Regions from separate parts of the Capra hircus genome. Here region 1 is linked to region 2. The links are chromatin contacts, called in public Hi-C maps. All regions are on one chromosome and are shown on one strand. The core of a region is the stretch at or near the end of the contact, and the rest is flanking DNA. Distances in the headings are between cores, read along the strand shown.

What was found. Hi-C and Micro-C count contacts between places; a contact is called where the count stands out from the background.
Region 1: a Hi-C map of liver shows a contact between it and region 2, with 5 times the contacts expected there. The contact joins two enhancer-like sites. A contact is called at or near these places in 3 of 5 Hi-C or Micro-C datasets (blood and liver).

What each region holds. Positions count from the first base shown.
Region 1 is chr1:69,105,521-69,109,584 of ARS1.2, forward strand. It overlaps MUC13 (mucin-13), which reads right to left. Exons shown (of 12, transcript XM_005675237.3): 11 at 1,415-1,610. The coding sequence ends at 1,415. Among named protein-coding and RNA genes, the nearest start is that of ITGB5, 20 kb to the left of the region's middle. Within about 2 kb of position 2,386, at least 2 of the 5 cell types and tissues checked have an H3K27ac peak or open chromatin away from gene starts, as enhancers often do.
Region 2 is chr1:68,981,376-68,985,602 of ARS1.2, forward strand. It overlaps ITGB5 (integrin beta-5), which reads right to left. Exons shown (of 15, transcript XM_018045853.1): 11 at 2,933-3,155. Among named protein-coding and RNA genes, the nearest start is that of UMPS, 72 kb to the left of the region's middle. Within about 2 kb of position 2,331, at least 3 of the 5 cell types and tissues checked have an H3K27ac peak or open chromatin away from gene starts, as enhancers often do.

The sequences.
Region 1 (4,064 bases), core at 1,136-3,635, 120 kb after region 2:
TCAAATAGCTCTTTATGCACTTTGGCTTATTTGATCTTTATCCTCTGAAGTAGGCTTCATTTAGTGCATTTCACAGATGAGTAAACTAACCCAGAGAAGTCAAATAACCTGTCAGAGATCACACAGCTCAGAGCAGGAAGGGCCAGACTGTAAACCAGGTCTGTCAGATTCTAAATCCCATGCGTACTCAGCCACTAAAGGCCTTTCTTCAGAGGCAATACTTGAAGTAAGCATTCCACCAGTGTGGAGAAAGGGAGGCTTGAAGTGAGTTCAGCGGAAGGTTCACCTCATGTAGGACCAACAGGCATCCATGGGACATCCATTCTCGACTACTGCTGACTAGACCCTGTGTCCAACCCCAGGTGGCCCACTTTGTGCAAATCACCCCTTCATGCACACATGAAACACTTAGAGTCCATGATTAAAGGAAAATCAACCATGAGATTTTAAAATAAAACGATTCAGATTTTCCCAGAATATTCAAAGTGCGTTAAGACTCTCAAAGGATGACCTGCTCACCCGGGCCACCCGCAGAAGCTGAGCTCAAATCTGGGAAGCAGGGATGCTGTGACCCCTTCCCCGGCCCTTCCCTCAACCTCCTAGGTCCTCCTTCTCCTCAGCTTCTTTATTTTTCTTCTCTCCTGGGATGCCTCACCCCTCCTTCTTCCTCTTTCTCCCCACTCTTCCTCTTTTAAACAAGTCATTTTTCTCCTTGCCTCTTCTGTTTCCCCCTCCTCTTCTCCGGCCCCTTCTCCTTTGCCTTCTGTCTTGTCACTCCTTGCAGGAGTCTCCTCTGACAGGCTTTCTCCTTTCAGTATTTCATTCGGTCACACTGAGCAATGCCAGCTACAATTCTCTAACACAAGTCTCAGGAGAACAAGCTATTCACCTTGAAAGTCCTCCGGAGGGAAAGAATATTACCAGCCTCACTTGTTACTTTAGAAATTGACCAGGTTGCCTTGTGGTCTGGGTGGGGAGGAGAGGAGAGATTTGCCTTTATGTGGGCTGGCTGGAAAGGACCCATGTAAACAGAACCATGCTTACATCCAATAGTCCTTCCCAGGCCAGACCTAGGTTGGGTCCTAGGGCCTTCAGCAGCCTAGGAATTATCACAACCACTGGAGTTATAGCCCAAGAAATGTATAATTTAAAGAGACATTAAGGGCATCTGAATTAAGCTTCCCTTTTTACAGCTGAGGAAATAGATGGTGAGAGAAATTAAGTGGTGTGTCTAAAGTCACATAGATGGTCACTGTTAGGGACCCACTGGTGGCTAATTATAATAGCTTCCTGATGAAAAATAAAAAAAGGTCTACGGGGCAGCCAGGGCTGCTGCAGATATAGTAGCCAGGTCCCAAGTCTGCCCTGGGGCATTTCAGTTAACAAAGGCAAATAGAAAGCACACAATACTCACCTAATAGTCCGGTAGGGTGTAGGGGCTTGTGTAGGGGTTCTGTGACTGGCTGTCTCTGGGCAGGTTCACCCTGACCTTAGGGAAGATGCTCCCCTCTGCTCCTAGATTGCTAAAGCCAGTCTCCTTGAGTCTCAGATTGTGTGAGTCCTTCTCAATCAAGGTCTCTTCCTCTACATCCCTGCCTTTGTTCTTTAACCTGTTAATTGGTAACAGAAATTAGGATCTGACAGTGGTGGCAAGTTCCTTGAAGCAAATGTTAATATTCTTTTTTCAATATGTAAATTTTTAAAATAATTTCAAATTTACATGTAAGTTACAAAAAAAAAAAATTACACAAAGCTCCCATACATCTGTCACCCAGAGTTCCCAACTGTTAACATTCCTGAACCATTTAAGAATAAGCCACAGACCTGATGTAATACTTCAGTACTTCATTCAGTGTAGATTCCCTGACTCACCTCATAAGCTCCATGTAAACATCAAAACCAGAATATTATCCTGATCCAACATTACCATCTATTAGTAATTCTGCCTGTCATATTACATTTTGCTAATAATGTTAGTATTTGTCAGTGTGCCTTTGAATTACTTATGGAAATGATAGTAAAAGTTAAAGAAAAAGGATGATTTGTAATACAGTTTTTCATTCAAGCAAAGTCAATTCTATAGAAGCACCTCAATGAAGAAGACGAGTTCCGGCATAAAGGTCTCAAGGAAAAATAGAAGTTTCCCAGGATCTGCTGCGAGCCCTCAAGGACCTCAAATGTAAGCATTCAGTGCCAAGTGGAAGGATTTGAGGCGAGGGAGGCACTTGCCTCCCTGCCAGTTAACTCTGATCGTGACCATTCTTTCCTTCTGGCCCACAGTCACCAACAGTGCTGCTCTCTTAGAGTGGGTGGTAGGGCCAGAGGCATCCGTGAAGGCCACAGCGCGGTCCAAGGGTGACTCTCAGGCCCTGGGGTGTTGTAAAGGACGACCCACTTGCCTGCTGACCCTGATAGCCAGCCTAGCCCACCACAGAGTTCCTCCCTGTGACAACACTCCTGTCTAAGGTGGCTGAGAAGAGGCTCCCTTCCCTTGAGAGTGGGCAAGAAATTCTAATTCTTGGAGGGCTTCGGGAGAAATGAATCCAAGGCTGAGCTAAGAGCAAAACCGGGCTCTGCAGCAGGAAGAGGGAACTGAGAACCAAGACTGTTCCGGGACACAGCTCTATTGCAGCCCCTGAGGGCCCTGGAGACATGGCAGTGAGCCGGTTCTCCGTGGAGGAGGCAGCCTTGCTCCGGAGCTGAATGTCCTGGGCCCCCTCCCCCTGGGAAAGGGAAGGCCATGTTCCCAGTTCCCAGCTTGGCATCCTTGCAATCAAGTCTCTGGGGAAGAGTTAATAACAAAATGGAGTGAAAAGGAATAAAAAAAGAAGAAGAAACAAAATATTTTAGGAATGAAAACTATTTGTCCTCTCACATTACAGTGCAAGAAAACCTATTTGCCAAAATATAAGCTATGAGCCAAATGCTACTTTTAAAAAGTAGCTTTTCATTTTTTTAAATCAGAGTGGCTCCTCCCTTGGCACATCTAGAATGGAATAGATGATAGTATTCCATCCCTGTTAATGGAGGGAACTTTATCTAAATGTAGAATGAATGAATGGACCCTACTTAAGTTTTTAAAAAGGGCACTTAAGGCACCAAACTGAAAAAACACCATGCAGAGATAATGTTTCTACTTAAAACCCAGGAGGCTCAGGTGAGGTGTCCTTGTCCTTGTGTTAGTCACTCTGTCACGTTCAACTCTGTGACCCCATGGACTGTAGCCTACCAGGCTCCTCTGTCCATAGGATTCTCCAAACAAGAATACTGGAGTGGGTTGCCATGACCTTCTCCAGGGGATCTTCCCAACCCAGGGATCAAACCCAGGTCTCCTGCATTGTAGGCATATTCTTCATCATCTGACCACCAGGGATGTTAGGCTATTTGCAGAGAGATTCTGGGAAGGGGTGACTTGATGAAAATTATATTTGACAATATCAATGGAGTTAAATATTGCTAACAAAATATTTTTTGTTTTGGTTTTGGTTTTTCGGGTTTTTTTTTTTTTTTTGAGCAGATAAAGGTTTATTGTAGGGCAAACAAGGAGAATGAGTGGTGCATGCTCAGAAATACCCAAACTACCCAGAGCGTTTTTAATGACCTCAGAAAATGGTTGCTGTGTCACTTTATAGGCTTCCCTGGTGGCTCAGATGGTGAAGAATCTGCCTACAATGCAGGAGACCTGGGTTCAGTCCCAGGCTTGGGAAGATCCCCTGGAGAAGGGAATGGCCACCCACTCCCCTGGACAGAGGAGCCTGGCGGGCTAACAACCCATGGGGTCACAGAGTCAGACACTACTGAGCAACTAACACTGATGTCACTTTATAGTATTAAGCAAAAACAAATCTCAACAAAAAATTTTAAAGCACAAAAGATACAAAATTCATTTTAAACAGTAGCCAAAAACCTAGAAGGATGTATGCCAAAATGTTGGTTGTTTCAGGGTGGTGGGTTTTGTGGGTGATTTTTTTATTCTGCTCTCTTACACATGTTCTATTTTCTTCAGTGACTCATGTGTAGCTTATAGAGTCAGAAGAAAGTTCTGATGATAAAAGGTCAATGGT
Region 2 (4,227 bases), core at 1,081-3,580:
CTTCTCCAGGAAATGGGGTGAGGACTCCAGAGTTAAGCACGTGGGGCAGGCCACTGCCTCCTTGCAGCTGTGTCCTGGCACCAGAATGTGGCGGGGGTGAGGGGGAAGCTTACAAAGCCTCAGTGACACAGGGGACAGCAGCCCGTACCCCACAGGCCTATGGGGACCAACAGGGCTGTGTGTCCGGAAGGCTCTCTGGCAAAAATAGGCAGGAAAGATAACTGCCATGCATCAGGTTTCTCATTTTCATCTTTAAATTCCTTGGGATGGAGGAACCAGTTACTACATTTCCAGGGCAAAAACCGTGCAGTGGATGCCAGGCCTGAAGGGAGCTGGGAGCGTTTCATTAAGTCGCTTTATTTCATAGGCGAGGGAAATGAGGAATCAAAGGCAGCAGGGTTCGGTACCCAGGAGCCCCGCCGCTCCAAGTCCCTCTCCAAGTCCTTCCTCTGCTTTCTGAACATTGAGGAGGACTGGGCGACTAAGTAGATCGTGGAGAGAAAGCAGATAAGACCCTCTTACTAGGGTTCTAATAGTTTGAAGAATTCAACCATCCCAGGATGGGCCACAAAATTCCTCTCTCCCGGGAATGACTTCATGGAAACATTCTGGAGTTAAACAAGTCGGAATTGCTGCATTTCCCCTGAGGCCAGAGCCCAGTGGGCGGGTAGAGTCTGGGCTGGGCCCCAAGAAGGGATGGCTCCAGCTCTGGTCCTTCACACTAATGCCGCTGCCCTCCCCCTCCCCACAATTAACACACCGCAAAGAAAGGTGTCTGCTTCCGGTCTCCACTAGGATTCACCACAGAGGCCTCCACCTGCAGGCCCTGTCGTCAGGAAACGACAGGCCTGCTTCCAGGGAACATTCCCTCATCATCCACACTGGCAAATCAGTTTAACCCGTGTGCTCCTCGCACTGGGTTGAAACTTGTGATTTATTGTAGTCACGTATTAACATAAGTCTGGCCTTTAAACAAACAAGCTGCTGAGACAGACTCTGCTCAGGGAGTCTGTTAATTGAAATCAGCTGAGGCTGAATATGAACTCACCCAAGGTGAAGGGTGTGTTTGGTTAGTTCTAGAAAGTGGAGATTGCCTGCTCTGAAGTACCAGAGGGGAAAAGAAACGGACATAAGACATTGGAAACCTGGTGGTTCTCAGCAAAGCAGTGAGCAGAGAAACAGCCTGAAATGAGGCACTATCAAAGGGACTTCATTTTGTTTGTTTTTTTTTAAGTTACAAGAAGGCTGTGAAAAGGCAGTGTCAGTGTGGCCCAGAGACAAGCAAGAAGGAATACTGAGGTTCCTTGATGGCACCTCTTTGCTCTCCTTGCTCCTTTGGTGTTGCTGAATGGATAACAACAACCAAAAAAAAAAATCCATGTCTTCTTAGAAATGAATGCTTTAAACATTTAAAGCTAAGGCTGTCTTCCCAAGCGCCTTTTACCTGACCTAAGCCAACCCTTTATTGCTTTGCTGCTCCAGAGGAAGGCAAAGAAACAGGTTTTATCTGCTTTTATTGGTTCCACGCGTATTGTCCTAGCTTCATCCCCACCTCCCAACAGCCTCACATGCCCCAAGGTCTGGGAGCACAGACTCAGAAGGGTTCTGCTGGTGGGAGCTGGGGGGAGGGTGCCTCCCTCAGGCGTTGCATGTTGATAATGGCCGAGAGTCCAGGCTCAGATGGCCACAGCTATGTGGGCTCCGGCCCCAGGATCCTAACCTCCTCCCCGGGGATGTTTCCGTTTGCATTTCTGCTATTTCTCCACTCTCAGCAGGTCTACAGTGGATCTGTGTTTCTCTTCCCTTACTCTGCTTGGCTTCCCTCTAATTACACAAAATAAAATCTGGCCCTGTCTGTCTTGTCTCTCCATCTGCGGCCAGCTTTCAATTACCCACGCCTGGATTATTTGTGGCAAATGTCCAGACAGGGGCTCTGCCACCCAGAACGTTTCTGAGTTCAGACTGACCGGCAGCCCCAGCCACTCGGGGATCATGACCTCCTCTCATTAGGAGCCTGGGCCAGGCATTTGGAAGGGATATCTGCCAAAAAAAATTGCACAGTTGCATCTCCCAGCCAAAAGGAAACAACGTCTGTATTATTACTTGTTTCTGATTATCTGCGCCCCTCCCTCCTGGCCCCTCAGCACAAGGATGACGATGGCGCAGCTGTTTCTCTAGCAAAATCAAGGCAAGCTGTCACTCTTGCTTTCCCGATGCCATAACTCCCTGCTCTCTTTCATTCCCTCTCATTTGTGCTCCGGCAGAATGTGGAGGGCAGAGCTGCGAGGAGGTCAACTGGGGAACGTGACCCTGTGGCTGGGTCAGTGGAGGCCTGGAGCCTGTATCTGGACAATCTCTGCATTCAGCAGCAGCATGGAGACTCGCTCCATTATCTGTACAAATGGAGCAGAAAATTCAAAAGCCACTGCGGTTTGTTCCTGGCATGGCTTATCTAGGTCGGGTGCCCTCCTGTCCAATTTACCTTCTGATGATGTTTTGTTTAAAGCAGTAGTTTCTATACAGGGAAGGTGGCCTGTGAAACACTGGGAGATGTTAATGGGGAAGGTCAAATTAATTTGGAAAAAACATGCATGCTGAATGTCCTTTTGAAATACTCAGTGACACACTAAAGGCTCAAGAAGATGCTATTTTGGTATCAAAATCAATTCAATATCATCTAACCTAGTAATCTGGTAATTTCTAAACTTGAATAACAGTCTTGCTTTTTGTTGTTTTGTTTTGTTTTTACAAAGTCTCCATGGAACCAGAGCCTCAAAGGCCCTATTCTAGTTCATGTGAGTAAGAGTTTCATTCTCCTGCAAGGCTGCATGGGCAAGGTGTGGGAGAGGGGGAGTGAGAGCCTGGTGGCCCTGGAGGCTGACTGGCCAGATGGCAGGATGGTCTGCGGGAGAAGCTGGGGTGGGGGCTTTACCTCTTGGTGCTGCAGGCATCAGGGCAGGTTGGGCACTTCTCACACGTCTCCCCAAAGGCGCCTGGCTCTGTGCACTGGCACTGCCCGCAGACGCAGTGCCCACGGTCGCTGCAGATGTGGCCGTCCCTGGCCTGGCATGTGCTGATGTCTGTCGAGCAGTTACAGTTGTCCCCGATGTAACCCGCGTGACACTTGCATTCTCCGCAGTGACACTCGCCGTGGCCTAAAAGGACACACACCGCACATCAGTGCCTGCCTGCCTGCACGGACACACAACCAAGCTGGCGCCTGCCACGTGCTGGGCCCTGGGGATGCGACAGAGTGAGGCACGGGCTGTGCCCTCGCACGAACACACAACCAAGCTGGCGCCTGCCACGTGCTGGGCCCTGGGGATGTGACAGAATGAGACACGGGCTGGGCCCTCAGACTCTGACCGGGCAGACAGAGGGCCTGGTGCCACCACAAGGTGACAGTAGGGCGCCCAGGCGGCGCTTGTGGTCTGCCTGCACTGGACGCTGCTCCAAGTCGGTCCAGATCTTGGCCAAGTTGTGCCCCGGGCCCAAGGCCCCAGAGAACTTCTTCCTGTCTCCCCAGTTAATGTGACGAACAGCCCCAGGGCCTGTGGCAGTGACCCCCTATAGCAAAGGAGACTTTGCAATGTGATAAAGTGAAGGATTTTGAGACAGAGGAGAGTCTGCCAGATTACCCTGGGACCCTAAGTGCCATCACAAGGGTTCCGTGTAGGAGTAAGCCAAGGGGAGATCTGACTGCAGAAGCTGGTGGCCGCGGCCAGGAGGGGCAAGATGCTGTGCTGCCAGCTCTGGAGACAGAGGCGGCGGCCTCGAGGAGCCAGGAATGCAAGGAGCGCAGCTCTGTGAGATGGCAAAGGTGAGGGAAGGGCCTCCCTGGAGCCTTGGCAGGGAGTGTGGGCCTCCCGGTGCCGACACTGTAGCCAGGGAGAACCATGGCAGACTCTGACCTCCAGAGCTGTAAGAGAACACACTGGAGTCCTCTTCAGTCACCCATTTGTGGTAACCTGTCACAGCCGCAACGGAAACGCACACACGCACAGTCTCCGAGTCTCAGTGAGATGCTGACTCCGGAGCTGTGGCCAGAGCGGACGATTCAGGAGCAGGGGCCAAGGGCGCCAGCAGCTAACGCTGAACTCACTACGAACGTGTCAGGCTTTACAGCGTCAACTCGCAGAATTCTTACAACCATCCCCTGCTCACAAGTGATGAAAACGACACATGGAAGGATGAAGCAGCTTGAGGGTGGCCAAACCACGAGTATGG